Linked DNA regions of Mus musculus: all the other regions are linked to region 2. Evidence: chromatin contacts called from public promoter capture Hi-C data. All regions are on one chromosome and are shown on one strand. Each heading gives the region's core, a stretch centred on a gene start, on an enhancer-like site or on the middle of the called end of the contact. The rest is flanking DNA. Distances are from core to core; before and after follow the strand shown. Region 1 holds the start of Map2k3 (mitogen-activated protein kinase kinase 3). Region 2 holds the start of Iba57 (IBA57 homolog, iron-sulfur cluster assembly). Region 3 holds the start of Shmt1 (serine hydroxymethyltransferase 1 (soluble)). Region 4 holds the start of Natd1 (N-acetyltransferase domain containing 1). Region 5 holds the start of Mfap3 (microfibrillar-associated protein 3). Region 6 holds the start of Gid4 (GID complex subunit 4, VID24 homolog). Region 7 holds the start of Sap30l (SAP30-like).

What was found. Promoter capture Hi-C pulls out the DNA fragments that hold promoters and counts their contacts. Capture Hi-C pulls out chosen DNA fragments and counts their contacts.
Region 1: a promoter capture Hi-C map of liver shows a contact between it and region 2, with 6 times the contacts expected there. The contact joins the promoter of Map2k3 here to the promoter of Iba57 in region 2. A contact is called at or near these places in 2 of 39 promoter capture datasets (liver and pre-B cells).
Region 3: a promoter capture Hi-C map of adipose tissue shows a contact between it and region 2, with 3 times the contacts expected there. The contact joins the promoter of Shmt1 here to the promoter of Iba57 in region 2. A contact is called at or near these places in 1 of 39 promoter capture datasets (pre-B cells) and 2 of 9 other capture datasets (adipose tissue and liver).
Region 4: a promoter capture Hi-C map of pre-B cells shows a contact between it and region 2, with 3 times the contacts expected there. The contact joins the promoter of Natd1 here to the promoter of Iba57 in region 2. A contact is called at or near these places in 3 of 39 promoter capture datasets (liver and pre-B cells) and 1 of 9 other capture datasets (liver).
Region 5: a promoter capture Hi-C map of hippocampal neurons shows a contact between it and region 2, with 3 times the contacts expected there. The contact joins the promoter of Mfap3 here to the promoter of Iba57 in region 2. A contact is called at or near these places in 2 of 39 promoter capture datasets (hippocampal neurons and pre-B cells).
Region 6: a promoter capture Hi-C map of pre-B cells shows a contact between it and region 2, with 6 times the contacts expected there. The contact joins the promoter of Gid4 here to the promoter of Iba57 in region 2. A contact is called at or near these places in 8 of 39 promoter capture datasets (3T3-L1-derived adipocytes, HPC-7-derived erythroid cells, hematopoietic stem and progenitor cells and 4 more) and 2 of 9 other capture datasets (adipose tissue and liver).
Region 7: a contact with region 2 is called in a promoter capture Hi-C map of pre-B cells, with 7 times the contacts expected there. The contact joins the promoter of Sap30l here to the promoter of Iba57 in region 2. A contact is called at or near these places in 2 of 39 promoter capture datasets (liver and pre-B cells).

What each region holds. Positions count from the first base shown.
Region 1 is chr11:60,929,591-60,933,875 of GRCm38.p6, reverse strand. It overlaps Map2k3 (mitogen-activated protein kinase kinase 3), which reads right to left and starts at 1,822. Exons shown (of 12, transcript NM_008928.5): 1 at 1,605-1,822. The coding sequence starts at 1,653. It overlaps Map2k3os (mitogen-activated protein kinase kinase 3, opposite strand), which reads left to right and starts at 2,009. Exons shown (of 2, transcript NR_027800.1): 1 at 2,009-2,310.
Region 2 is chr11:59,162,479-59,166,608 of GRCm38.p6, reverse strand. It overlaps Iba57 (IBA57 homolog, iron-sulfur cluster assembly), which reads left to right and starts at 2,864. Exons shown (of 3, transcript NM_173785.6): 1 at 2,864-3,258. The coding sequence starts at 2,918.
Region 3 is chr11:60,809,966-60,814,053 of GRCm38.p6, reverse strand. Shmt1 (serine hydroxymethyltransferase 1 (soluble)) reads left to right here and starts at 2,789. Exons shown (of 12, transcript NM_009171.2): 1 at 2,789-3,150.
Region 4 is chr11:60,911,412-60,915,384 of GRCm38.p6, reverse strand. Natd1 (N-acetyltransferase domain containing 1) reads left to right here and starts at 1,593. Exons shown (of 3, transcript NM_025294.5): 1 at 1,593-1,756. The coding sequence starts at 1,660.
Region 5 is chr11:57,516,492-57,520,414 of GRCm38.p6, reverse strand. It overlaps Mfap3 (microfibrillar-associated protein 3), which reads right to left and starts at 1,750. Exons shown (of 3, transcript NM_180599.1): 1 at 1,703-1,750. It overlaps Fam114a2 (family with sequence similarity 114, member A2), which reads left to right and starts at 1,771. Exons shown (of 14, transcript NM_026342.3): 1 at 1,771-1,842.
Region 6 is chr11:60,415,103-60,419,113 of GRCm38.p6, reverse strand. It overlaps Gid4 (GID complex subunit 4, VID24 homolog), which reads right to left and starts at 1,969. Exons shown (of 6, transcript NM_025757.4): 1 at 1,270-1,969. The coding sequence starts at 1,458. It overlaps Atpaf2 (ATP synthase mitochondrial F1 complex assembly factor 2), which reads left to right and starts at 2,080. Exons shown (of 8, transcript NM_145427.3): 1 at 2,080-2,363. The coding sequence starts at 2,204.
Region 7 is chr11:57,799,773-57,803,718 of GRCm38.p6, reverse strand. It overlaps Sap30l (SAP30-like), which reads right to left and starts at 2,082. Exons shown (of 4, transcript NM_001081168.1): 1 at 1,430-2,082. The coding sequence starts at 1,627. It overlaps 2010001A14Rik (RIKEN cDNA 2010001A14 gene), which reads left to right and starts at 2,252. Exons shown (of 4, transcript NR_131042.1): 1 at 2,252-2,485.

The sequences.
Region 1 (4,285 bases), core at 573-3,072, 1.8 Mb before region 2:
TTTGGTGAGGCATCTCTTGCCTGGAAGAGCTGAAATGCCTCCAAAACAAACACTGCTTCCAAACCCTTCCTGAGTGGAGCAGCATCTAATTTCCTGGTTCTCAAGTTCCACGAGGTCTGCACTGCAAGGTCCTCCCCAGCCACCTCCCCCAATAAGTGCCTCCCTAGTTACTCACAGAAGTTGGGCAATGGTCAGGGATCTGGCCTCCCACTTATGTAAGATGCAATTACCCCGTCCACTAGGCTCCTGCAGGGCCATGGAAGCCAGCTGTAGGGGACCCAAAAGGCCCCCGCCTGCTCAGGACAACCTGACCAGGACCAGGACTCCTGAGGTTGAGGTTTCCTAGGTCAGAAGGAGAGAAGGCCACCACTGCACAAGTACCCTCTTAGGTGCCCGCCATCCCTGTCCTCTGTGCTCTGCAGCTGCAATCCAAAACTGGGCCCAGCGTTGCAGCAGGAAAGCTGGAGATAGTCAAGGAAGTGCAACAACTATTTGCCCCTGGGTACCTACTATGTGCTGGGCGCTATGCTGGGTTCTCGATCATCTCAGACGTGCTTGCTTCAAACCACTCTACATTCAATCTCACATCACGCCCCTAATATCCATTTCATTAATAAGTCCTAGACATGCCCAGAGACTAGCCAGGTGAAGCAGTTCAGAATTCAGAGGGTCAACCCATTCATATCTCCAGGTCCAGCTTGGAAATCTTTTCTGCAGATCAACCCTACTGAGTCTCTGACATGTCAAAAAAAAACATCCTTCTCTCTTCCTGGAGAAAAAAAAAAAGCATTCTGACCTCCAAATCTTGTCCCCCTCACTTCCCATGACAAATGCTGCTGCTGCAGCCCACGCAGCACCACTGCCACCTCACAGAAATTTCCAGGAAAGACAGTTAATTGGAGAAGGACAAGCTTTGCACAGCCAGCCCCTGGCCTGCTGCTAGCCCAAGGACCAAACAGCACGTCTAAGAGCAGACTAAGAAACACTAGGTGCAAGAATCGGTCAGCTCGGGAAACTCAGTGAGAAGACTGCAACTGAGTAGCAGGTAGCATGGGCAGAGCTGCGAAGTGGAGACGCCAGGAAGTTCTACAGGGACAGCCTTAGGGAGGAGTGCAGGCAGCCAGTGAGCAGGCCAGCAAGACATGGGGCAAAGGAGGATTCACAAGGATGGAAGGAGTTGGAAGAGTGGAGGAGCTCTGAGTAGACAGGTTTCCGGCATTGGGAACACAGCCCTGGGGCCCAGAGTAAATTCCAGCCTGGACAAAATCCAAGAGCCTGGCCTGAGAGGGCTAGAGCAGCCCAAAGACCCTCTAGCAGGGATCACTGAAATCCCTGAGTCCAGGATGAAGCCCGGAAGCCTAAATGAGGAGCTCACGGTGAGGCTACAGACTTGGGAGTGGAGCGAGAACTAGGTCCTGCCTGGGTGAAGTCCCACGGCCTAAGATCCGGATTCCAATAAGGTCCCGTGAGGTCCCGGGCTTGGGCTGGACCCAGTCCTGGGTTGGAGTGCAGACGTCTGTGCCCAGCCCGGAAGGGAGCCCAGGATCACGGGCGGACTCAAATTGAATGTGGCACGGGCCGCGCAACAGGGCGGGAGAGCCTACCTTTGGTCTGAGGCAAGCTGGCCGGCGGGCTCGCGGCGGGCGACTCCATGCTGCGGACCGTCGCGGCGGAGAGCACTAATCTAGAGGACAGCAGACTACACCGGGGCCGGGCGCGCTCATGGCTGCTGGTGGCTGGCAGCGGCGGCAGGCGATGGGCGACAGGCGACACAGACGCGACGGTTCCAAGCGTCCGAGGCGGGCGGCGCCAAAGCCACACTGGGCAGCGCCGGACGCCTGCCGACGGCGCCACGCAGGCCCCGCCCATCGTACTGATTGGCCCGCCTGAAAAGGCCCCAGCCTATCAGACGCCGCCCGGACTGTCACGCACAAACCCCACCCTCCAAGAGCCGGAATCCAACCCAGCTTTCCCCTTAGTACAGCTCGGCTCCGCCCTCTTGCCGTCTAGATGACTGCCCTACCCACTCGGGGGATTGTGCTGGCGTGGTCCTGGGTGCCCCAGCCTGTGCCCCCCTATGGCACAGCGTGTGCGGGTCGCAATCTGGAAAATCCCAAGATCTCTAGGGGGGCAGGGCAGGGCCGATGTGCTCCGTGGGGTTAAAAGTGTTCCCTGAGTGAGACTAGACTCCTAAATGGCTGAGCCATACCGAGGATGAGCGTCCATGTGCTCCCCTGAAGAGAGCGGCGACCACCGGCTTGCCTCCTAGGGCAGCAGGAAAAGAGCGATCCCACGGCGGGCGCGTGCCAGGTGAGTGTTCACCGACTGTGGGAAAGAGTTTACTGCGCCTTGCTGAACGAGCACGCGTTTAAGTCCAGCCTCTACAAGCACCTGGCACGCCAGCACCTAGGGAGCGGGGAATTCAGTGGCTAACCTTTGCCTAGTGACAAAGTAACTGGTTGTAACATTATAGCAGCTCCACTCTCCGGGCTGGGGAGTAGTCTCCGATTAAACAAAGTGTCATTCCAAACACTGAAATACCTTTTGCCAGCCTTGACTGGGGTTCCATCTCGGCCGTCGGTCGCTGAGCCTCTGTCCTCACACTAACCAGGAATCTCTGGGGTCGATTGGAAAGTCAGGTCTAGTGAGGGCAAGAAGCACAAGGTCAAGGAGTCAGTCGGAGCTGGAGTAAGTCTTAGCTCTCTGGCCAACACTCAGGCCCCGAATGCCTGGCTTGCATATTTGATTTCTACCGCAGCCCTCCTCCCGTGCCACGTGCCCCTCCCCATTAGGAATCCTGAATGTCTCATCCTCTGCTGAATCCCAAGGCTTAGCCCAGAGCCATGCACATAGTAGGTGCCTAAGAAATATTTAAGGAATGAACAGAGGAAGTAGGAAAAGCATGCCACAGACATGGGTAAAGTGACTAGTCCCGTGCCAGGCTCTTGGGCACCAGGGTGACTCAGACAAGGCCCTCAAACAGGAGGAGTTTAATGGGTTAGTCAGAGAACTTGACAAACAGCCCAGGGATCACAGACTCCATGTGGGGTGCTATAAATAGATACAAGAGTCCTAAGAGGCCCTGCCTCACCTGGGTGGGGTCAAAGAAGGTGACCTTCCTGGACTAGTCATCAGAAAGAGAGGTAAGAGACCATCCTTGGAAGAAACAGAAAGGCCAGGGCAGGGAGTGGAGACCTGCTCAGGAAGCCAGGCTAGGCTGCACCAGCAAGCCAGTCAGCTGCTGGAATGAGGGGCATGATGGAAGACTTTTTCTCTCTGGCCACCTCTGCCAACAGCATCTGTTACCCTCCTGTCCCTAAGTGTCACAGTTAGCTGGGGGAAGTTCATGACCACTCAGAAACTGGCCAGAGCACTAGACTCAGATCCCAGCAGGCCATCTCTTACTCTGACTCCCGGGAGAGCAGACCCCTCTAAGGAAAGCTGAGGTTGGGGATGGGAAGGGTTCAGCCTGTGTTAGCATGTGACTGTGAGTTGAAGAAAGGGGGTGGTCCAAACCTAGTGTGTGGGGAGCAACTCACTGGTTGAGCACACACTGTGGATGTAGCATTGTGGGATCAACGACGAACAAAACAGACACAACGCTGCTCTCAGAAAGGAATGGACTTCTGGCCTAAGTGAAATGATAGGGTGTCTCAGGTTGACAAATGCTGTGGAAAAAAGGGGACGAGAGAAGGTGTGTCTGGAGGTGGGAGTGTGATTTTAGTGAGGGCAGTCAGGAAAAGCCTCCCTTAAAGGTGCCACAGAAGCAGAGATTTAAAGAAGCAAGAGAAAGGATAGAATCTCCAAGAGAAGAAGCGAAAGCCCCCAAACCAATTGTGTCACCACTGGTATGGTCAGAAATGAGAGGCTCCCTCAGATGCAGCCCCTTCCAGATGCTGTTAGAGCCTCCTCCGCATGCACTGATCATACACCCCAAGCACACATGAATTCCCACAAGATGCACAGGGTTTGTATGCATTTAGCATGGCTGCCCAGGGGCAGGCCTATTGACAGGCACAGTGGTCATGCACAGCTCTGGTTGTATGTGCAGTGTCCTGCCATCTGCAGAACCTCCCAAGGCTTGCTGACCTGGGGTGTGTGCCTTCTTGTGACCAGCCCTAGTGTGGCTGTTCTCTGTGGGTGCCCCACTCAGGATAAAACGATACCCTCTGTGCTCTGCCTGCTGCCCAGCTTTCTCACTTCTGTGCTAGTTGCTGCAAAGAGAGTTTTCTGAAAGCCGGGCTAGGCCCAGCTCAGATCTTTCCTGGTTCCCTAGGTAGGAATT
Region 2 (4,130 bases), core at 1,615-4,114:
AGAAACACAGATGACAGCCACAGGGGGAACCATGCCCTTGCATATGTATAAACGTGACTACAACTCTCTACGCCATTCTCTTATCCTTTCTAGAAACCCTGAAGGAAAGGCAGGAAGGCCACCCTGTGGATTATTTTTTGCCAAGCTTCTGTGAGATTACATTTGAGTGACCCTGCTTTCCTCCATATCTAGGCCATCTTTAGAAACTCACCTGAAGGTTGTAAAATAACCAATAAAATTATAAGTTACTATATATGGAAGACAAATGGAAGACAAAGAAGCAAAAGCCATATAAAAAGTTCTGGCAAAAGCCATATAAAAAGTTCTGTCACTTTAAAAATAACACGAAATAAGTAAAAAAAAAAAAATCCAAGAGTTTCACTGAAACTGCTGGAATAATTAAAAACTACTTTTGAAAAATCTTGGTATCCTGTCTCTTTGTTCAGAATCCCGAAACACTGGGATCCAACAGCCTGGAATGAAGTCTCCTTTGAAGTCAGGCCTGAGCTGTTAACATTTTGAACTTAGATTGGGGCCCAGCACTAAGCATGTTTTCTCCCTTTCCTTCTTTTTATCTGTCTGGATTCTGGCCAAAAGCCTAATAAACTCATTTCTCCTGATACTCTGAGCTTTCTGTTTCTGTGACCCTCATTTAAATGCAAAAGGCATGACTGTTCTCCAAGCAACTGTAGGAATGTGTTGCTTACCTACTGACTTTCTATTCCTGTCAGGGTTTCTGTTGCTATGACAAAATAGTATGACCAAAAAACAAGCTGGGGAGGAAAGGGGTTATTGGGCTTACACTTCCACATTGTTATTTATCATTCAAGGAAGTCTGGGGGGGGGACCTCAAACACCAGCCAGGAGCTGAGGCAGAGGCCATGGAGGGGAGGGGAGGGGAGAGGAGGGGAGGGGAGGGGAGGGGAGAGGAGGGCAGGGGAGGGGAGGGGAGGGATGCTGCATAGTGGCTTTGCTCCGAAGCATGGTTTGTTCAGTCTGCTTTCTTATAGAATCCAGGACAAGCAGCCCAGGGATGGCCCTACTCACAATGGGCCTGGCCCTCCTCCATCAATCACTAATTAAGAAAATGCCATACAGACGTGCCTAAAGCCAGATCTTATGGAGGCATTTTCTTAATTGCGGTTCCTTCCTCTCAGATGACTTTAGCCTGTGTCAAGTTGACATAAAAGAACTATGCAACACATCTACTTTCTTTGTAGGTTTTTCTCTCAACTGTTAATTTTCTTCTCCCCTTCCCACAAGATAGGGCTTATTTGTGTATCCCTGACTGTCTTGATACTAGCTCTGTAGACTAGCCAGGGCTTACAGAGACCTGCCTGCCTCTGCCCAGCCAATGCTGGTGTTAAAGGCATGCGCCACTACCAAGCTCCAAGTCCATTTCGAAATTCTTTTGTTAATAAGACTAAGAACACACAAAAGGAACTCCAGTTTCCCTGGTAGCAATATGATCCAGTATGCCCCAAAGACCCAAGAACAGGGACTCAAAGAGACATCCGTGTAGTTGTTTTCATAGCAACACTTTTCCTGGCTCCAAGAATTGGAGACCTCCCAAGTACCCGTTGCCAGCTCAGCACATAGGGAAAGGTAGGCATTACCGTAATAAAAAAATTTTTTTTCGATACAGGATTTCTCTGTATAGCCCTGGCTGTCCTGGAACTCACTCTGTAGACCAGGCTGGCCTCAAACTCAGAAATCCACCTGCCTCTGTCTCCCAAGTGCTGGGATTAAAGGTGTGTGCCACCATGCCCAGCTATAAAATACAATTCTTAAAAAGGGAAGGGAATTCTGATACGTGCTATACTGAGGATGGGTGCTCCATGAAGAGAGCCAGGTGCAAGAGGACAGGCACTGGTTCTCAGAGGCTTCCAACCCACAAGGGCAGAAAGCCAACTGTGGGCACCAGCGGCTGAGTGTGTGTTCTGGGAGGAGTCAACGTTCTGGAGTTGGATGATTGGGAGATAAAAAGTTCTGGAGTTGGATGATAGTGAGGGCTGCGCAGCCGTTTGAACAATGCCGATATAAATGCACTAAAAGTGGTCTCGCTGGCTGGCTTTCATCAACTTGCCACAAGCCTAGCGATATCTGGGAAGATTCAGAAAACGCCTCCATAAGCTTGGCCTCTAAACAGGTCTTGGCTTATATCACATCAATGACTGATGTGAGAGGGCCCAGCTCACTGTGGACAGGTGCTCCTGGGTCGTATCAAAAAGCAGGCTGGACAAGCCATCAGAAGCTGGCCGGTAAGAGCCCTCTTCCAGGGCTTCTGCTTCAGTTCCTGCCCTGAGTTCTCTCTGTAAGTGGGTGTGACCTGAGAGTTTTCAAATGAAGTGAACCCCTTTTCTTCCCAAGTTGCTTTTGGTCATGTTTAGTATAGCAATAACAAAGTAACAGTGGTGAAGATAATACATTTTATACTGTTCGTATTTAACCGTGAACAAGGAAATGCCTAACTTTTTTCCTCCTTTTTTTCTGGGCAGTACTGGGGATGGGAACCATGGCTTCCTGCCTGCTAGGAAATGCTCTACCACTGAGCTATCTATCTTCAACTTTTTATTCGGAGACAGGATATTCATTTTAAGTTGCACAGGCAGGTCTTGAACACGCATCCTCCTGCCTCTGCCCCCCGAGAGGCTGGCTGGGATTGCACACCAGGACCGAGGTAAGATGGCAGATTTCATGTTTACTTATTTACCACGACCACAAGCGGTTTGACCAGGAGCCAACTAAGGAAAGGGTCACCGGGTGGCTCTAGCCTTGGTGTTTATCTGGGCTTGCGCACCCATCCACTGGCTGAGGTCCCGCCCACTTTCCCCCCCACGCACGCGCGTCGCCAGCCGCCGCCGCCGCCGCCGCCGCCCGGGGCCGCTGTGGTGCCCGCCTTCACTTAGCGCCCAAGATGGCAGCGGTGGCGCTGCTTCGGGGCGCGGCTGTGGGGCGCAGAAGCCCAGCTTGGCACTGGCGGCTGAGCGGGACCGCGAGTCACTGCCTAGCCCGTGGCTTTGGCCTTCTTGGCAGCAACCCCGCGGACGGTGTGGCCTGGACTTGCTTCCGGCTGGACGGGCGCGCCTTAGTGCGCGTGCGCGGCCCGGACGCTGCACCCTTCCTGTTGGGACTATCGACCAATGAGCTGCCGCTTTCGGGGCCTCCGACCGGCGCGGCTCAGCCCTCTGCGCGTGCGGCGTATGCCCATTTCCTGAATGTGCAGGGACGCACGCTCTATGACGTCATTCTGTATGGGTGAGCTTGGGCGGGGCAGCAGGGCGGGGCAGTAGGGTCGTTAGAGTGCTGAGGGAGCAGACCTCCAGAATCCCAGGAAGGATGTCCAGGATAAGATTTCTAGGGAATACTGGCTAGACACCCTTGGGAAGAGGCATAATTAGATTATTCTGGAAATGACTTTCTGAGGACAATCTAGACTTAGGGAAGGGGTCACCTAGAGGCGGATGTCCCATGGAAGGCATCCAGGTTGCGCTAGTTACTTGCACAGAGCGTTGTGCCTGGGACCCCAACCAGTCAAGTCAGAAGCTTCTGGAGTTATTTTCAAGATGGGTGCTTCAGCTTTGTCCCTCCCTCCTCACTTCTTAGAAAGATTTCGCTGGTTCGTGGGACTTTATTCAAAAAGCCACTCTCTGCACAGCCTCTCCACAGTGACAGATTGTCCCAGTGTTCTGAGAATCCAGTTTTTCCCTTATTTCTGGTTCCTCTTTGCAGTGCCAGCTGTTTGCCTGTATGGTCTCATTATCTATACAGCAGACCTGACTGTGACTGTAAATAGTGTTTGCTGGCCAGTCTGGGCAGGGCCTGCGTCTATAGCATTGAGTCTTCAGCTGCTCACCTTTATAGGATCTAAGTCGTGAAGTCTCAGCATTGTCTAGTAGGCATGTGAAGACCCGCCCTCCCTATCCTGTCCCTGAGCTGTCCCTTGACTCCTACCAAAGTCCAGGCCTGGCTGCCTGTCTCAGCTACCCGGTGTCTTTCCAAGTTGGTTTTTGGTGAGCCTCTTCAGTAGCCCCTAGATGCTCATTGGGAGTATATGGGGAATCCTCATATCTGGAGAACAGTTCCTGAACCCCTGAGGGTAGCTATTCCAGGATGAGAGTGGTGGATGA
Region 3 (4,088 bases), core at 1,540-4,039, 1.6 Mb before region 2:
CAGATCTCGTTGAGGATGGTTGTGAGCCACCATGTGGTTGCTGGGATTTGAACTCAGGACCTTCAAAAGAGCAGTCGGGTGCTCTTACCTGCTGAGCCATCTCACCAGCCCCGTTTGTTTTATTTTTAATTTAAAGATTTATAGCCAGAGGCTAGTGGTGCCTTGAAAACCAAAACAAATCAGATTTACTTATTTTTTTAAAGATTTATTTATTTAATGCATATGTGTAGACTGTCGTTGTCTTCAGGCACACCAGAAGAGAGCATCAGATCCCATTACATATGGTTGTGAGCCACCATGTGGTTACTGGGAATTGAACTCAGGACTTCTGGAAGAGTAGTCAGTGCTCTTAACCTCTGAGTCATCTCTCCAGCCCCCAGACTTACTTATTTTAATTTTATGTGCATTGGTGCTTTGTTGTTGCAGGGTATTTTCAGTAAAGTTAGTTTGTAGAAAGAACCCATGTTTGAAAGTGATGTCTAATTGAGTGACAAACAAAGTGATGAAACAGAGAAAGATTTGACAAAATAGGATATTCCCAACTCTCATAAGAACAGAAAGAAAAGAGAGGATACTCTAGTGGCTATTCCTATTTGTCAAATTGACTATATCTGGAATGAACTACACTCCAGAATTGGAAGGCTCACCTGTGATCCAGATCTTGAGACTGAAAGACACATATTTCTGACCTGGATCTTTGGCATGGAGATCTTGAGGCATAGTGGCCATGAGAAGCTTAGGCTCAGGCAAGGTAGTACATGGCTTTAATCCCTGGAGACTGAGGCAAGGAGATCTCTGAGTTCAAGGTCAGCCTGGGACAAGGAAGTCCAAGATTCAGGGGTGGTGGTTTACCCCTTTAATCTGGGACACAACTTTCTGCTGGAAGCCTACATAAGGATATTGGAAGAAGGAAGATTCAGTCTTCTTTGCCTGCTTGCCTTGTGGGACTGAGCAACTGCTAGATCCTTGGACTTCCAATCACAGCTGCTGTTGACCATTGTTGGGGAGTTGGACTTCAGATTCTAAGTCATCAAAGACTACCCATAAGTTCTGTGACTCTAGAGAACCCTGACTAATACAGGTACTTAAGAGAGAACAGCACAGAGAGAAAAGAAAAAGGAGGAGGAGGAGGCAGTTTTGCTGGGACAGTTAGAGAGAGACAGGTTGCAGAGAGAGAACAAGTTAGACACAGGTGAAGTCAGAATCAGCCAGAGAATGAGAACATATTGTCAAAGTTACACTTTACCTGTATGTATACGAAGGTGCTAAATCCCCTGGAACTGGAGTACGGATTGTTGTGAGCTGCCATGTGAGTGTTGGGAATTGAACCCAGGTCCTCTGGAAGAGCAGCAGTGCTCTTAACTGCTGAGCCATCTCTCCAGCCCTGTGGGGTTTTGTTTTTATTTTTATTATTTAAATCTATTTTTTTTTAAATTAGGGGCTGGAGAGATGGCTCAGTGGGTAAGAGCACTGCTGCTCTTGCAGAGGGCCAAGGTTCTGTTCTCTGAACCCTTGTGGTGGTTCACAGCCAACTATAACTCCAGTTCTAGGGGATTTAACACCCTTTTGCCTGCCTCTGCCTTCTGAGGGCTGGGACTAAAGGCTGCACTACTACCTCCTGACTCTAAAATGATTTTTTAAATCTTATCATTTTAAATTAATTTTGTTACTAAACAATGTATTTTTATATTTTTATGCACACATGGCAATAATATATATTTAAAAATTTATTTTATTTATATATGCAAGTGTTTGTCTGCATGTATGTGTGTACCACATGCATGCATTGGCCACAGAGGTCAGAAGTGTGCATCAGAGCCCCTGGAACTGAAGGTATAAATGGTTGTGAGCCACCCATGTGGGTACTGGGAATTGAACTCAGGACCTCGGCAAAAGCAACAAATGCTCTTAACCACTGATCCATCTCTCTAGCCCCATGGCAATATGATTTGCTTCATTCGTTTTTACTAGCGTGTGTAACACAAACAACGCAAACTCTTGTTTAGGCTAAGCAGGCTCTCTAACACCGAGCCACACAGCCAGCCTCATTTTAATATTTGAGACAGCCAGCTAGCCTGAATCTTGGTATTTAGTCAGGTTGCCCTCTGTCTCAAGATCCCTCTGCCAAAGCCTGTAGAGTTCTGGTCATGCCAGCTGGGTTTTTGTTTGTCTTGTTTGTTTTTTTGTTTACTTATTTATTTGAGATAGGGATTACTGTGGGCTGACACCAGGACCCGCGGTGGTGGCGCACGCCTTTAATCCAGCACTTGGGAGGCAGAGGCAGGTGGATTTCTGAGTTCGAGGCCAGCCTGGTCTACAGAGCGAGTTCCAGGACAGCCAGGGCTAGACAGAAAAACCCTGTCTCAAAAAACCAAAAAAAAAAAAAAAAAAAAAGATCTATTTATGTCAGGCATGGTAGCACATACTTTTAATCCTAGAACTCTGGAGGCAGATCCCCTGGACACTTGTGCATTAGTTACTGGAAACTGAACCCGAACCAGGCTCGATCCCCAATCCTATCCAGGTCTTCTGGATCACAAAACACTCCTACAATCAGCAATACTGCCCAAAAGTCCCAGGTCCCAAGGTAAGGAACCGCCCAGTCCCCTCCTCCTTCCCACCCCCTCCAGTTCAGAGCTCTTTTTTTTTTTTTTTTTTTCCGTCAGGCTTTGCCCTGCTCTGAGCGCGGGCGAATCGCGCGTGGGCAGCTGGGGGCGGGCTCTACCTGGATGCTCCCACTGATTGGGCCGCTGTAGGGGCGGGGCGGGACCAGGCTGCGCTGGGGAGAGTTTAGTGGAGCTCCGGCCTCTGCGCGCCAAGTTTGGGTTTCCCCCGGACGTGGTGTGTCACGTGGTGGGGAGGCTGGTTCCCGGAGCACGTGCTGGGCTGTTAGGACAGCCCGCTGCGGGGTTCCGGCTGGAGGTGTTGCTGTGGTCACTTTCCGCGCGCTCTCCAGGAATTCGGCGATCCACTTGCCTCTGCCTCCCTAGTGCTGGGATTAAAGGCGTGCGCCACCACAACGCGTTTAGTCCCTTTCATAAAGACCGGAGGAACAGACGTTTACGGCCAGCTCCCGAAACCAAGTGAACTGGAGGCCACCCTGCACCAAGGGTTGGAACCTTTTCACAAAATCCACGCTCCTAATACAAGGTATGTAATTTCTAATCTTTGCGATTGTTTCTTTTTGTTTTGTTTGAGGTGTGAGTGTCACACATGCTGTCCTCGAACTTGATGTGTAGCCAAGGATGACCTTGAACTTCTAATGGTTCTGCCTCCACCTCACCAGTAAGAGCTATCGCTCTCGGTTCATGTGGTGCTGGGATGGAACCCCTTGGTTTATACATGTTAACGAAGCTTCCGAGGTTTGTCTGTAATCACTGCTTTTGATTTACTAGTACAACCCTGATTATCTGCAGTGCGTTACTCTATCTAGGGGACAGGTTGGCTTGTAGCGTTCTTAGCCCAGTGCCTCTATTTCAAGGTCTGGAAGTTAGGTGACCTTTGGTTAGCTGAAGCAAGCACAAATGTGTTTAATTGAGCCAGGCAGTTGCTGGACCAGAAACACCAGTTTAGGCTCCGTACAGAATACATTTAAAATTTCTTCCTTGAGGGGAAATTGAATGGAGGTGAGTAATTGTGTTACCCAGGATTCTGGGAAGCACCAAAAGTAAACAGGAGTTCACATTCTGCCTCTGTTATATGACCTTAGTTAAAGCCACTCCAAGGCCTTTGAGAGCCTCCTCTCTTTATAAAGCAGGGCACAGAGAGACTCGCACTGTTCCTGTCCCCATTACAGCCTAACACGTGGGTATGGACTTTGGCAGACCTATAGACAGTAATAAGGAAATGCTGTATGTTTTCCCCAAAGTTAGCTCAAAAACGACAGTTCAGCAGCCAGGGCTCTGCAGAGAGACCCTGTCTTGGAAAACAAAATAATCAAAAGTCTATAGTGTGAAGATCTTCTTCCTAAGTAAGCCCTAAGTAAGCCAGGAGTGGTGGTGGCACACGCAGGAAGATCTCTGTGAATTCAAGGCCAGCCTGGTCTACATAGAAAAACCCTCTCTAAAAACATAAAACTAATGCCCTGG
Region 4 (3,973 bases), core at 344-2,843, 1.8 Mb before region 2:
ACCTGAGACTCACAGGTTTTAATCTTCCTTGTTCACAATTGCCTCCAGCTCTGACTCTGCCAACCAGGCTCCAGGCCCTCTATGATGGCTGGATCCCTTTCAGTCACTTTGCATATAATGACACACCTCCGCACTGCCTTCTGTTTACAAACGCTGTGACACAACACCCACTTGTTAAAAGGAAATTATTTGCTCAGAAAAGATTCTCTCAGTAGTATGTCTGACCCCCCAACCAAGCAATAAAAATGATTGGAAGAAGGCAAATAAAAGATTGGGGGGGGGGGTTACAGAGGAAAGTGTTCATTAAATGGGGACTAAATGGCCTGGCAGCCTGGGCAAAGGTTCAAGAGTCAGTCACTGCCACTAATGACAAAATGCCCACTGCAACTTACAGAACTCTCTGTGGCAATGTGAGGTCGTACACTTGGAAAAGGATCTTGCAGTTTTTCACAAAACAAAATATCCACTGGCTATAAAACTCGGCAGTATATTCCTGAGAGCTACCCTAAGGGAATGCTGGCCAGACGACATCCACAGCCTGTTACTCATAGCAGCTCCAAACCAAAACAACACAACAACCCATTAACACGTGATGGAAAACTGGTACCTGCTTCCTGGGAAATCTCTGACACACTGGTGAACATGATAGCAGCAACAACACAGCTGATGACAGGTGGAAGCGAAGAAACCAGATACGAAAAGGTAAATACTGTGTAGTTCTTAAGAAATAGGATGTTCTTAGGAAAAGCTGTTTAGTCAATAGCGCTAAAAGTCAGGGAGCATAGCTACTTCAAAAGGAAGAAATCAATTGGAAGGGAGCCCACGGAGATCTCCATTTAGCTGTAAAATGCTTCCTTGTTGGTCTGTCCCCCGCCTCTCCCCCACCCCCAGCCCCCGCCACGCACACAGACACACATTTTGTACAGGTTTGAAGTTACAGCCTTCAAGCATTCCACTGAGGTACTCAAACTTTAATGTCTGTGTGGTGGTCTCATAGATGTGGACATCAAATTTGCACGGTAATTAACAGAATATGATTCTGTGAACATCCATGGTCGGCAAGCTTTCCTAATACTGTACTTCTAGAGAAACACTGGCTCCTGGGTAGCTAGCTCCCTAGGGACCTCATATTTCTGGCTTTCTTTGGGAGGGGTGGCTTTTCACCCAGTCCCAAACATGCCTAGGGGTAATCTCTCAATATCAGCTACAGCTGCCCGAGTGGGTGGGCTGCATAGCTCCAGCCCGCACGATTCCAGCAGAGAGTAGGTTTGCCTGTCAACACCTTGCATTTGACGTTATCTATTGCCTCAGGCTTGCAGTGAGGCTAATGCCTAATATTAAATGGCTGTCGCGGGGAGGATCTAAATTACCCCATAGGTCATTGCGTGTTTTGCATATGGGTCCGTGTGGGTCCTAAAAGTCATTCTGGGGCATTCGGGAGGACAATCGGCGCCCTGGATGGACCAGCACATCATTGTTGAAGCCGCGAGCGAAACGGGCAGCGCGGTCTCTTTAAGAGACGCCAGGAATGTATCCAAACAGACAGTGCGCGCAGCGCACGTGACTCACAGCTGATTTCCGGCCCCGCCCCCTTCTCCGGCCCGCGCCGCCGAAGAGTCAGTTCGCTGCGGCCCGCGGTCCCCAGTGTCGGCGCGCGCGATGGCGCACGCTACCCCGCCGAGCGCACTGGAGCAGGGCGGCCCCATCCGCGTGGAGCACGACCGCCAACGCCGCCAGTTCTCCGTGCGCCTCAACGGTACCGAGCTGCCTTTGTTTGCGCGCGCGCGGGCGGGACGGGGCGGGACCTGCGGGCGGACGGACAGATGGATCCCGGGGCGGGAGGGCTCCCGAACCCCCCGACTGGCACCGCCGGAGCGCGTCTGCCCGGGCAGCCCGCACCTGCTAGCGCAGCCGGCCTCCGACATCGCGGACGGAGGGCTGCCACCCTGGGTCCCAGAGAGCAGGTCACTGGTGGCCTGCCACCCCCACCCCCCGGGTGTTCGGTTGCTTCCTGCCGCCGTGGAGGAGCCTGCAGGGGCCTGGGGCATAACCTAGGGAATATGTGGCCTGGAGGAGGAGGCGGGTAGGTGATTCTGAGACTTTGGCCAGTTTGTCTAGTCAATGTGTGCATCGGTCTCCCGGAATCTGCAATGGGGATAGCTGGAGTGCAAACCGCTTTGGATGAGATGCTGTGGCAGTAAAAGTTCAGAATGACACATTTGGTGCACAGCAAGTGCTGATAAACATAGATAAATGGCTACTTTTCAACAGATAGAGAAGTCAAAGCCTCATCTGTAGCGTTTGTACCAGCAGACCGACACTCCTCCCATTGATTCTAGGGCTGGAAAAGATTGTGGAATATGGGACCTTGAGCTCTCTGTAGCCCACTCCTCCCAGCTGGGCCCTCTGGGGAGACCCGACTTAGCCACTGCCCATATTATTTTGATTGGAAGGATGCACCACTTGAGTGTGGTCGGCCAGTAGGTAGGTTGTAAGCAGTCAAGCATACGCAGCCTATCCTGACTTCCTGAGCCAACCTTCTGTGACCTGCACTTGGAGGCCAGGTCTCCCGTTTGTGCCACCTAACCACCGTGGGGGCAGCTATCACTTCCTGTGTTGTGACATACCGCCCCACTTACAGATGAGTAAACTGAGGCTGGGAGTGCAGGAAATGGGACCTGCCCAGCTTTAACAAGACCAGAGGCATATTCAAATCAGGGCCCAGCTGCCCCTTGCCCTATTCTTTCCGTAGAGAAACAAGTCCTGCTGTCATGCTGATGGTAGCTCAGCTGACTGTGACACTTGGCCCTGATCCCTTGAGAGGCCTTATCTGAGGGTTTGTTTGTTTTTTGTTTCTTTTTTCTTCAGATCCTCTTTTCTGAAGTTTTCTTAGTTCCAGTGAGGCTTTTAGTTCCTGGGGACTGTGGAGGCACATCAGATCCATAAAGAGAAAGGCAGAAGCCTTAGGCTTCTCTCTCTTTCTTTCTTTCTTTCTTTCTTTCTTTCTTTCTTTCTTTCTTTCTTTCTTTCTTTCTTTCTTTCTTTCTCTCTCTCTTTCTTTTCCAAATGGGTCCAGTCAAAAGGACAGTACTCTTGAGAGCTGGCTATGAACAAATGATATCCTTAAACTTAACCGTTCTGCAATCTGCTGCCCCGTTGACAGAGAGACAGAATTGCTAGAGGCGGGCAACCTCGCCTCGGCTCCTCCTGTACAGCCTGGGCCAACAGTTTACTGAGTACCTACTATTTACCCAGGACTTGTAGGGCTGCCAGTCTAAAGAAGGAGATGGGTCTCAGATGAATTGCATAATATCTCATAAAACCAAGGCCTTGGGAGGCGTGGTCAGGCAGAAGGAAGGGTCTATTGGGGCAGAGCCACTGTTTGGCATTAAGTTCCAAGCAGGTGGTATTTAAGTAGAGACCTGAAAGAGACAAGAAACAGCTGTAGCTGTGAAGAAAGGCACTGTGTGAAAGAAACCTTTGAGAGCAAAGGCCCTGCAGTACCCATTGTGTGTTTCAGAGCAGCCAGGAGTGGTGCAGGCATAGAAGAGCGTGACAGGTAGGATAAGGCTAAGAGGTCAAGGAGGCAAATAATATAGGAACCAGAAATGTGAGCTTGGGTGTGGCTTCAACCTTCAGTGCTGTGGGGTCCTGAAATGCCTTGTAAAGAGGACAGATGCCATGGACCAGGAACCCTAAGGCTGTGCTGATGGGAAGCGCACTGTGGGGTATGACAGTGGGGAGCTGGGTGCTGCACAAGTCCAAGCAGTGTGATCAGGGGTGTGAAGAAACGTCTAAGTCCTGAGCATGTGTGACAGGAAACATGGAGGAAGTTTGTTGATTGGAGGAGACTGGAACTCAAGTCTACATGACCCCAGATTGAAAATGCTGGGCGTGTATCCACTGTTCCATGGGTGGGAAACCAAGGCACAAGGCTGATGGACAACTAGTCCAAAATGGAACCTCGGATGTG
Region 5 (3,923 bases), core at 501-3,000, 1.6 Mb after region 2:
CGCTTAGTTTCCATATCTGGATGCTGATTCCATTATCATCCCCTTCTTTGCCTAGAATCATACAATGTTTCCAGTCCCCACACAAAGCTTCAGTTACGTGTGTCTTACTCTCTACTGTCTCTAAACTGTCTTCAACCTCACATTCTGGTTCTAGTTGTTCCTTTTGCTTATCATTTCCTTTCCCCAGTAACAGCTTCCCATGAGAAATTAGAGAAACTGTGTTTCTGAGAAAGGTCTCATGTAGTCCAGGCTGGCCTCGAATTTGCACTCCAAGGTAAACTTGAGCTCCCCTCCTGCCTGTACCTCCATCTGCTAAATGCTGGGATCACAGACCTGTGCCAGTACTTCACCTGGAAAATAATCTTTATAGAAATGTCAGTTATCATTTAGTGACTTACCATTTTAAAGCTACTTCTTTTTTTGAGAGTAGTTTTGATTTCTTAAATGGAATGTACTGGCAGTAGTAATCTATTTAAACAAAACTCTTCAAAATTCTTGGTAAGTTTAAGTGCAATGGACTCTAAGACCAAAATTTTTCAGAATTGTCACTATAATACTAATGGCAACATGTAAAAGACAAGACAGTTACTAGTGGCCCAAGATACATTCCTATACATTTTTCCTTTACAAAAGAAAACCAGAAGAAATCTTTTTTCTGGTTTATTTGTTGGACCAGACGTTTTTGTTTGTGACAGGATGTGGTTACTTAGCTCTGGCTGGCCTAGAGTTCACAATGTAGCCAAGGCTAGCCTTGAACTTGCAAATCTTCAAAGGAACAGGCATTTAGTAAGGTCGTAGAGAATATCAGCATACGGAAATGTAAAGAATTACTATTGAAAGTAAAGTCAAACATTTGAAGGGTTTTAGGAAGTGGCAGTTACATCTGAACACTGATGTAAGGGATTGAACAGAGGAGGGGAATCTGTTCCTTTTTTTTTTTTTTTTTTTTTTTTTTTTTTTTTGTGCTCAGGATCAAACCCAGGGTCTTGCACATGACAGGCAAACGCACTCCCACTTAGCTATACACCAACACAACACAACAGCGAGACACTCGAAAGCAAGTCTTTAGGGTTTCAGGTGCCCCCCCCACCCCATATTTTAACACAATTTTGCTTAATGTCTTCTTGGATAAACTGCCCAGGGACAAATGAAGCGATGCACTGCACATCTAAAATTACAAATCAAAAGCATATCACTCTCCTGCTTAGAAACTATCAATTACTTCCCATCGAGTTCCAAATTTTAAGTCAAACGCCTGGTCACCGACCTCACAAAGACCCAGTGCCCAAGTTCTCCGCCCCCCCCCCCCCCCCCCGTCTCCCTTTACTATTTATTCAAAACCTCTACTCCTCCTCCCTACAGGCAGGCTTCCCCCTTCTCACTTCCTCACTCAGTTCCGTTCCATCACCGCATTTAAACTTGGACGAAAGCACTTAACTACCCCCTCAGATTCCGTTGTTTTGATGGTGGTGGTCTCCCTTCCTCACCACCTTTGCAGTGAGCTGAGAGCAGGGCCCGCCCTGAATTCCCAGTTTGTGTCCCGGATCGTCGCTGGCCCTCGAGTATTCTGGAAATACCTCATGGCGGAACCCCGACACCCACACCCAGCCTTCACGGAGGGCGGACATCCTGGCATCCCCCGTGTCCAGCTTCAAGCATCCTTTACCTCTCAGGAAGCCACCGGAGCAGCGGATTCACTCACCTCTCTGCAGTCAGCGCCTTCCGCCCTAGAGGATGCTTGACCCGGAAGTACTCCTCGACGGCGACCCCGCCTCCGCGCTGAGGTCAGGAGTACTTCCGCGACGGTCGGGTCGGATCGGCGAGCGAGCGGCGGTGGCCGCGGTGAGGGGCGGTGTCGGGGTTGTGGGGCTTCCGGGTGAGGGCGGCGAAGGCTGGGGGGTCTCGGGGTCACGGGTTGAGGGGCTGCAACGCTTCCAGCCATGTTTGGTGGGCTTGCCGGCCGAAGGGCTGGAGAGCTTGTTTACCTGAGGCCTGGGGGTGGGACCTGCGTGCGGACGTGCGGAGACGAGAGACCCGCCACGTTAGCTGGGGAGTCGCCGCAGCCTGCAGCTGGGGCTCCCTGTCGCACGGACCGGCGGCAGCGCTGACCCCAGGCTCGGCTTCCAGCTAGTCAGCCACGCCAGCCACGCCGCCTCCGGGTAAAGGCGATGGTCACGCGTGTGCTCTGGGCATATTTGTGTCTCGACTGTGAGGCGCCTTGTTTGACTTCTCCAGTCACCTGGATTGTTCTCCTCCAATCAGGAAAAACCATACCCGGAAAACATTAAATAGTACAATTCCGTATGTCTGGTATGTGTTTAATCTTACTTATAGGAACGGTGGAGAGGGACATCACCACTCACGAATCTTGTCTCCTGACTCAGCCTAAACTCTTGGCACGTCCTCGATGCTTATTAAAATCTCTATTGTGCAAGTGAAATAATAGGGACAGCTGGAGTTTACTAATCGGAATGTTCTAGTTTCATAAAATTTAAATGAACGTATGCAATATGTGCGTTCTATTTGCTTACATAGAGCAAATCGAGAGACTATATATTATATGTTGTAACTCGGAGAAAGAAGAAAAAGGTAGCTCTAAAACAGTGTCTATACAGCTGCAAGAACACCTTCTGAACTTTGGGCAAGCATGTCGGTGTCTTTTTGTTAGATCAGCCTTTGGACTGACAGGGGCAGAAATTGCCTTACATATCTTCTCTGTCTCCAGAACTGGGTCCATATGCAAAAGGTTCTTGCCATGAATAAGTTAAACGAGTTATTTTTCTATTTTTCTGAGTTAGTTTGCATGGCAATTGGTACTTGTGTATGGAATTTTTTTTTTCTATGAGTTTTTGGGACAGTTTAATATATGCATATCGTGTACCCATAGAGTCTAGGCAACACCTTTTTTTTTTTTTTTTTTCACGTGGAAGAGGTTTTATTGGGAGGGAGAGACAAGATGGCAGCAGAAAAAGAAGAGGAGAGGAGGGAGAACACTAGGCAGCATATTCTTGGTCTACCTTTCTAGCCTGTCACCCTTGCTTCTTCCCTAATAGAGACATGACTCTAGGGGATTATATCATGGCTCCCTGACCTTTCTTCTGTGCTGTCTCCATACCCTTTGTTTGTTTACCTTCCTGTTGCTGTGATAAGATACCCAGACAGAAACAAGGAAGGCGATCTTATTCTGAGTCACAGTTCGCTTGTCCAGTGGCAGGAAGGTCACGTAGGAAACTGGTCACTTTGCACCCACAGTCTAGAAGCCGAGAGCAGGGAATGCTTGCCATCAGCTGGCTTCTCCTTTTGACACCTTCCAGGATCCCAGCCTTTGTCATTGTGCCACCCACAGTAGATGGGTCTTCCCGAGTCTGTTAACCTCAGCAGGACAGTCTCCACAGATGTGCCCAGAGGACTCTCTGGTGGTTCTAGGCATATCAGTTTGGCAACTGAGATTGACTGTCATAAGCCTGAACTTTTCTTTATCTCATTGGCATTTTCATTCGTTAAAATCTTAAGCATATTTAAGGTAGACATTACAAACACAGATGCATGCATGGTCTAATTGGATTACTATAAAAGAATACTATAAATTTGGAGATACTAGAGTATGAGAGAATGCTGTTCAAATGCGAAAGGATTCAGCAGCCATTTGGCACCAGATAGGTCTTACCTACTTAAGTGTCCCTGTTGCATTATCTTTTACAAGGGGACCTAGAAATGTCATTTTGTTTCTATGGAAGATGAGACTTTAAATGTTAGCAACTAATTAAAAAAAAGGTTTAAACAGTGTGGACTAATTAAAAACCCCTGTAAGTTGTAGTTAGCTAACAGACTTCCAGTTTGTGATCACTGCTCTAGGTACACTTTATGAATCATTCTCTGATGCTTAGACTGTCTTCTCTATTCTTTAAGTTTTGGTGTGTGTG
Region 6 (4,011 bases), core at 720-3,219, 1.3 Mb before region 2:
AACCTCTGGCTTTCAAGGAACAAGACTTGGGGAACTACCTAGGAGGTGGCATTAGGAGAAAGCACACAAGGTGGGACAGGGAATTGGTCTTCTGGCAGACAGTTTAATACCTAGAAAGAAGAGTATTGTGGAGAGGGGAGATAGATAAAAGAGAAATATCTACTCCCACCAATCTCCTTCAGTTGGGAAAAGCTTCAAGGGGGAGAGAAAGAGGTGGAGTTCTGGAAAAGAAAGGCCCAGAGAAGATGAAGCTGAAGTTTCAAAGTTGTTCAGGGACTGGCAGCCACCAGCCAGTACTCAGATATCCAGGTCAAATAGGGGGAGGTAAGTGGACACAAAACAAAACTGTGTTAGATTTCCCAGTACTTAGGCATCTGAGGCTCGGAGGAAACTCTGGAGCTATGCAGATAACAATCAGCAACACTACAGCCAGCAATAGCAACCAGCTAGATCAAGGTGCGAGGTCTGGGGAGAGGCCAGGGGGACTGCCAGGGATGGGAAGGAGCCACAGCAGGGTAGGGTAAGAAGCCTGGGACAGGAAGCAAAGTGTAGCAGCGGATGCCTATGAACTGACTGACGCCGGGTTTTGGTACTGGAAGGCCCCACGAGACAAGGTCTTAACACTAAGTGGTGCAACTGGAGATATTTGGGTGTGAGGCTCCCTGGTCTTTGGGGAGCCTCAACCTCTGTGGGTTGTCTCAGCCAATGGAGGGAGGTTGGCCACCTCTCCCCCGTCAGCAGTGGGCTGACTGAGTTCTCCTAAGGAGCAATGTCCCTGGCACTCAGGATGGAGTTGGGGTCAGAGGAAAAGCTTCATTCCGGGAGAATGTGACACTGGCCGCTATCGAGAGGTACTGAGTTTGGGGCAGCCAATGGAGAGTTTTTCAGGATCCGACAGGGACTGGTGGGAGGGCTGGCTGGTGTAGGGAGGACAGGACTTGGGAAGAACCGACTCAGGCTAAAGGACGGCTAGTCATGGGGGAGCTTCCGGATGCCCAAGCCGGCGAGTCAAAGGCTCTAAGTGTGGGACAGTCTTCGGGGTCTGTCGGAGACTGGCCACTACAGGCTCTGAGTCTAGGGGTGGGCTAGGGGTAGGGTTCGAGAGTGTGACATCAGCTGGGCAGGTCCCGGTGGGAGGCGCCGGGTGCAGGAGGCCCCGGCAGTGAGAGGGCCTGGTCCGCGGCTGAGGGCTCGAGGAGCCCAGGGCAGGCCCGGCCCGTGAGCGCCGCGAGGAGGCCCTCGGGCCCGGCCTTGCCGCCTGGCGCTCACCTGCAGCACCACCTCTACGTCGTACGAGTTCCCCTTGCTCTTCTGGTGGCCACGGAACTTGGAGCCGCTGTAGAGCAAGCTGGTGGCCACGCCGGGCTGCTGGGTGTTGATGGGCGGCGGCGGGATGAGTGAGGCCGCGGATGTGGTTGAGGCACCCGCCGGCGGGGGACACTCGGTGCGGACCGGCATCGCGGGGTCCCCCGGAGCCAGGGCTGGGGGAGGGGGAAGGAACCGCCGCCGCCGCGCGGGAGCCGAAGCTGCGGGGAGGGCGGACCCGGGCGCGCACGCGCGGGGGAGGGGCCGGGGAACCACCCGCCCGCTGAGGCCAGACCAAGCGCTCGTGTTGCCACCTGGACCCGGAGACCTGCAAGCAGGGCCTCCCAGACCTGAGCTGGGTCTCCCTTCCCACTTGCCCTCGCGGGTACACACACACACACACACACACACACACACACACACACACGCACGCACGCACACACACACACACGCGCATACACACTCACTCACTCATACACACGCGCTCACACACACACGCGCGCGCTCACACACACACAAACACACACACACTCTGCAGCTTCCAATTGGCGCGGGCGCGCTGGAGAGGCGGGAGCAAGCTCACGCGGCGCTTCCGCCCATTGGCGGACAGAGAAAGCACGTGGCGCAGAGCGCGAACGGCCCTCTGGGACTTGTAGTTTTCTTCCCGTGGCGCGGCATGGAGGGGGCGTGGCGAGCACGTTTATGATGCTGATTGACGGGGGCGGGAGTGGCGCGCAGCGGGGCGCACGGCTGCGACGGCGCGCCGTAGGTGTCATGAGGAAGATGGCGGCGTGCTGAGGAGGCTGAGGGCTATGAACCCTTGGTGAGAGGTTTCCGTACAGAACCAGCGAGGGGTGTGGGGTTCTCTTCGCTCTTTTCCTGTACTCTGTTTCCACGCATGTGTCCACCCAGGTCCTTGGGCAGGATGTGGCGAATCTACCCCCGGCTGAGGGACCGGTGGCGCGGTCTCTTGGACCGGCGTCTCAGTGACCCCACCGTCTCAGTATGGCCGGGGCCAGCTCCGCAGCCTCCGGCCCGGGCCTATGTCCCGCCAACAGGTGAGGCCCGGACATAATGTGACTTTTTGGTCAGGAGCCAAGTCGGGCTCACCTGGAGGAAGGTTTCTGACGTGCAATGCGGGGTGACAGGCAGGGTTCAGGCCTATGCGAATATTTAGAGCAACAGAGTTCTGTTTCAATTTGAAAAATGACATCCAAACAAGTGCGAGGGTGACTTTAGGGGACACAGCGTGCCCAGGACACGAGATATTTGGCTCTTGAGGCTTTTCTCAATTTCCTTTATTTTTTCTTTTCTTTTTATTTTTTCGGGGATAGGATTTTTCTGTGTAACCCTGGCTGCTCTGGAACTCACTCTATAGACCAGGCTGGCCTCGTACTCAGAGATCCTCCTGTCTCTAGTTCCTGAGTGCTACCACCACTACCACCACCACCACCACCTCCCAGCTTCAGGGTTTTTTTGTTTGCTTGTTTGTTTGTTTGTTTGTTTTTCCTTTTAAAGGGGAGCAGGTGTCTTAGTTGGATTCAGAAAGGAAAATTTGGGCTTTCAATCAGGACATCCAAGGTCACAGAGCAGACTGGTTGAGGCTATGGAAGGCAAAGACTGACCTGACTGTGTTGTGTCCTCATGACTGTGTTGTGTCCTCAGGACCCAGCAGAAGACTTGGCACAGAGGCAGGCCTTAAGTCTTCCACCACACACAGCACACTTCCTTAGGGGTTTGCGGGCCCTCTGTCCTAGTGCAGTGCCACAGCCTCTGCATTCTCTGCAGCTTTCTCTAAGTGGGAGTTTATGCCAGGCTTCTTTGACCTACTAAGGACTGTAATAAGACTGAAAGAAGGTTATTTCATTGCTTCTGAAAGAGAGATTGCTACAAGTGAGGTTCACTTCAGTGAATGAAAAGTAGTGATGACCTCTCTAAATTCAGTTAGTTGTTTTGTGTTGAGGGCATGTGGTCTCACCTGAATGATTCTCAACATCAGATGCAGGATTCATTATGCTTACGAAACAATAGTTTGCAATATATTGTGATATGGGAACTATGAAGGACTTAAGAAATCACAAGGATGAGCGTGTACAGGGTGATTGAAAGGGCATTTAAACTGGGGCTTGAGAGATGAGTAAGAGTTTGATGGGGGAGAAAGGGGGTGTAACATGTCCAGAGGTGATGACTGGGTGTTAGAGGTCTTGCTGCAACACTGCCCTCATTAGGCAACAATTCCATAGGCAGTTTGGCAATTGGCATAAGAGTACAAACCTGGGGTCTGTTGTTGGCAAAATCTCTGAGGTACTGTGGTCTTGGGCATGTATGATGTTGCTTTCTTTGGTGATCTGAAGCATGAGATTGCCTTTAAGAATTCTTTAGGCTGTAAATCCCATAATTTCTTGTTTCATTTAGTGTGTATATATCTGTGTGTGCACTTGGCATGCACATGGAGGTCAGAGGACAACCAGCAGGACTTGGTTGTGGCTTTGAGGGACTGAACTGAGGATGTTGGGTTTAGTGGTCAGCGTCTATACGTGGTGAGCCGTTCAATGGTCTATAGCCCATGATTTTATATAACTGGGGAAGGGAGTGGATGCACCAGGGAGCTGATTTTTGCTTATCAGGACACAAACGAAGGCCTAAAAGTGGGGCAGAAAAAGCCAGTAAAGACAAAGGAAGAAGCTAAGAGTAGCGTCACACACA
Region 7 (3,946 bases), core at 833-3,332, 1.4 Mb after region 2:
GCTCAACACTGCTCCACATGGCTTCCCCATGGGGTGAGTGGATAAATGGAGTCTTTACTGCAACAACAAAACCATCCAGATGTGAGCACTGCCAGCAGCCCACACGGGAGGCAGGCACCGTTTCCATGTGGATAAACTCATCCCCAGTCTCGGGATCACTTTCACTCCCATGTGTGATTAGCAGGGGACACCTGAGGGTTTAGCCAGCTTTGCTTCAGAGTAATCTCATTCATTCATTCATTCACTCACTCATTTATTTACTGACAAGACATTTGTAAAAAGGAAGGTCCCAATCATAAAAAAACAAAAAACAAAACCCAGCACGATTTCAAATGAGCTGGATTCTACTGGTTGACTAAATAAAACTGAGTGTGCAAGAGAAGAGTCTAGAAGAAAGGATGATGATCTTATTTATTATAGACGAATGAAAACTGGGTGTAAGGTTTGGAAGCAAGCCAGGCAATAAGTGGGCTTAGGAAATTAGCCAGCTTTTAAGTGCAGTGTGCTCTTGGCGCCATTGCTTCCTACCCCCCCGCCCCCAGCCTCAGTTTCTGCCACATCAGAAGTGTAAAGATCGGCTCCCTTTCCCGCTACCAAGCAATGTCTGATTTCCCCAAACCGTTGAACAGTAATCATTCAAACTCCTGAATATGAGAAGTTCCTTAACTCAGTCTCAATTCCTAACCTGGAAGCTGCCACTCAGGGCTTGCAGCAACAGATGTCAAACTGAAAAGTTCTTAACCGGTTGGCAGTAGGCACATCTTGAGGACCAGAGTAGGTGAAATCACTCAGGAAGTTTCTTATAATTAGCCACAAGGCATAGGGCAATCTCATTCCATTTTAAATTTGCACCTCTCCACCTCCAACGGCATTACCAAAGATGCTAATCCCCGCAAGAAAGCTGATTCCCCGCCCCCTTCAATCACATCCACAGCAAATCATTTAAGACCCGGCCTTGGCCTTATTTCTGCCACATCTCAGAAAAACTCATTCGCTGCCAGCGAAGCGGGCTCTGTGTTGCGCTGCAGAGACCGGAGGCCGCGGCAGACAGGAAAGTCGCGGCCACCTTGCTAGTGTCTGAAAGAGCGACAAGGTCCCTGGAGGGAGGACGAAGTTGGAGAAGATCCTCCCGGTTCCCTTGTCACCTCTTTTGCCCAATTCTTGCAAAAGTAACCCACCTCTCTCTGCTCTGCTATTCGGCGCAACAGTGACAGCTGGAAACTGCTGTCGCTTTCCCAGGCAGGGAGAGTGTGCCAAGCCCTCCCTGGTTTCCCAGCCCACCCTCGGGGACGCGGGCAGCGTCGCGGAGCACCGAGCGGCCTCCAAGAACCTGAGTCCCCTGTTTTGCACAGACTGCGCGGCGAGGCCCACCGCGCGGAGCGTCCCCGGGGTCCCTTCCCGCGGCCCTGCGCTATGCCCCGAGACTCACGCTCTTGTCTATGTCCAGCTTGAGTTTCTTCTGCGAGATGCTTTTCTGCACCCTCTTGCTGAAGGAGGCGTTGCCCGCGGGCCGGACGCAGCGCTCGCCGTCCGCGATGAGGCAGCAGCTCTGGCCGTAGCCCGGGGCGGCGGCGGGGGCGGCAGGGGGCCCTTCGCGGCTGTCCTCCTCTGTGCTGAAGCCGTTCATCTCCCCGCCCCGGCCCGGCCCCTCCGGGGGAGGACCCCTGTAGGCCACTCCGCGGCTGCTAGCCCCGCGGGGCAGCTCTTCGCCAGCCCCGCGCCCGGGTCCCACGGTGCGCCCTGGGTCAGGCGCGCTCCGAGCTCCGCGAGGCCCGGCTGCTCTGTGCTCCTGCAGCCCGGGCCCCGGCGGGGATGCACACGCCGAGGCTCCGGCCGGGGCTCACGAGGCTTCCCCCGGGATCCGGGCCCGGCCGCCCTGGGGCTCCCGAGGCCCCCGCCGGCTCCCGCCTGCTCCGCGCCGCGCGGCAAAGTCTCCACCCCGTGGCTCCCCGCGCGGGGGCCCGGCCTCGAACCTGCCGTGTCCGGGCCCCGCGGTGTGCTCGGGCCGCCCCAGCGCCTGGCCGCTCGGCGGCGCCCCGAGTCCCCGCGGCAGCCCCTGGGCCGCCCCGGCCGCCGCCCGCCCGACGCGCCGCACCACAACAGTGCGCTCCCCCGCCCGCCGCGGCACAGCGGAAGTCCCGCCTCTGTGCGCTCAATGGTCGTATTCTTTATGTAGGCGGGGCCCACGTCGCCGCTGGCAGTTCCCATTGGGCGCCATCGCTGCCGGTCTCCGGTGCCAGGCTACTTCCTGGACTCTGCTGGGATGGGTTCAAAGTAGAGAAAGTGCAAGAGGGAAGAGTTACCCGGGCTAGAGAGGACAGCGGGCCGCAGGTTTAGTCCTGGTTGTGGAGTGGGATGCTGAGATGGGTCTGGAGGGATGCAGGATGTTCTAGGCCGTTAGGATGGTAAATAGGGACCTCGCTCCGCGAGGGATGCTGAACGGGGTCTGGAAGAATGCAAGATGTCCTGGTCCGGGCCAGGAATGGTGAGCGAGGTCCTCTGGCTCTGGGGCGAGATGCTGTGTTAGGTCAGGAGGGACGCGGGGCCTCCACCTCAGGGAGTGGTGCTGAGCGGGATATGGAGGGTCGCAGGGTCTCCATTCCGGGATGGGATGTTGAGCAGGTTCCCAATCCCAGCGCGGGATCCTGAGCAGAGGTCCGGCTCCATAGTGGGGTTGTGAGCAAGCCGGTTATGGAACGAAATGCTAAGCCGGATCTGACAGGCCGCAAGGTCTCCTATGTTGAGTGGGGTCTGCGGGAAGCAGGGACAGACTTGCAGCAGAGATCACGTTCGCAGTGGACTGAAGCATCGACGTGCGGAGGAAAACTGAGGGACAAGGGAAGGGTATGGGAAGGAGACCTTAGGGAGAAAGTGCTGCCAGGAGAACAGACTGGGCAAAACGGAAAAGCCTGGGCTGGAGGATCTACGCGGCAGCGGGAGACAGGGTGCATGGTGTGGGACATGAAGCTAACGAGGAAGTGCATATGCGCGTAAAGAGGCACTGAGAGACAGGAGAGGTCGGACAGGTGAACTAGAAATCTTTGAGTACAGCGGGCACCAAGGAAGAAGGGACTTAAGGAGGAGAGCCCAGCGTCAGAGCAACCCTGGCCTGGGTTGATCTTCAGGGTGGACTTTGTGGGCTGAGGCAAAGGTGAAAAGCCCTTAGGCCACCAACGGAGGACTCACCTTCAGACTTGTTAGAGACTGATTTGTAGTTTTATTGCTTCAAGCTAACTCAGACCAACCCGGGAGGAGGCCACCGCACCCTGCCAAGACCAGGGTGTCACCTCGTCCTTGATGCAAGGACACAGGGAATTTTCTGAGGGTCGGGTCCTACAGTCAGTAGTGTTGTGGGGGAGAGGTATGGTTATGGGATGGGTGTCCGGAAAGCTCTTAAATTCTCTCCAGAGGTCTAAAAGTGCGTTTGTACAGTTTACTTTTATTAATTTCACACAGGAGACAGTATGTTAGAAAATACACCTACCAGATAAAAATTTAAGGCCACTGTGGGGGCTGAGGCTGTAATTTGGTGGCAGAGTGGATCAGCACACTCGAGGCTCTGGATTTGTTCCACATTACTACTTAAACAGGATGTGGCGGCACTGGCCTGTAGTCCCACCTTTCAGCAGGAAGATCTGAAGTTCAAGGGCATTCTCTCTCTTTTCTTAAAAGAATTATTTATTTATTTTATGGATATGAATACACTGTAGCTGTCTTTGTACTCACCAGAAAAGGGCATCAGATCCCACTACAGATGGTTGTGAGCCACCATGTGGTTGCTAGGAATTGAACTCTGGAATAACAGTCAGTGCTCCTAACCGCTGAACCATCTCTCCAGCCCCTCAAGATCATTCTTGACTACATAGCTCGCAAGTCAGTCTTGGTTTTGTGAGACCTTGTCTCAAAATAACAAAACAAAACAAAATGTGTCCATTACGAAATTGCT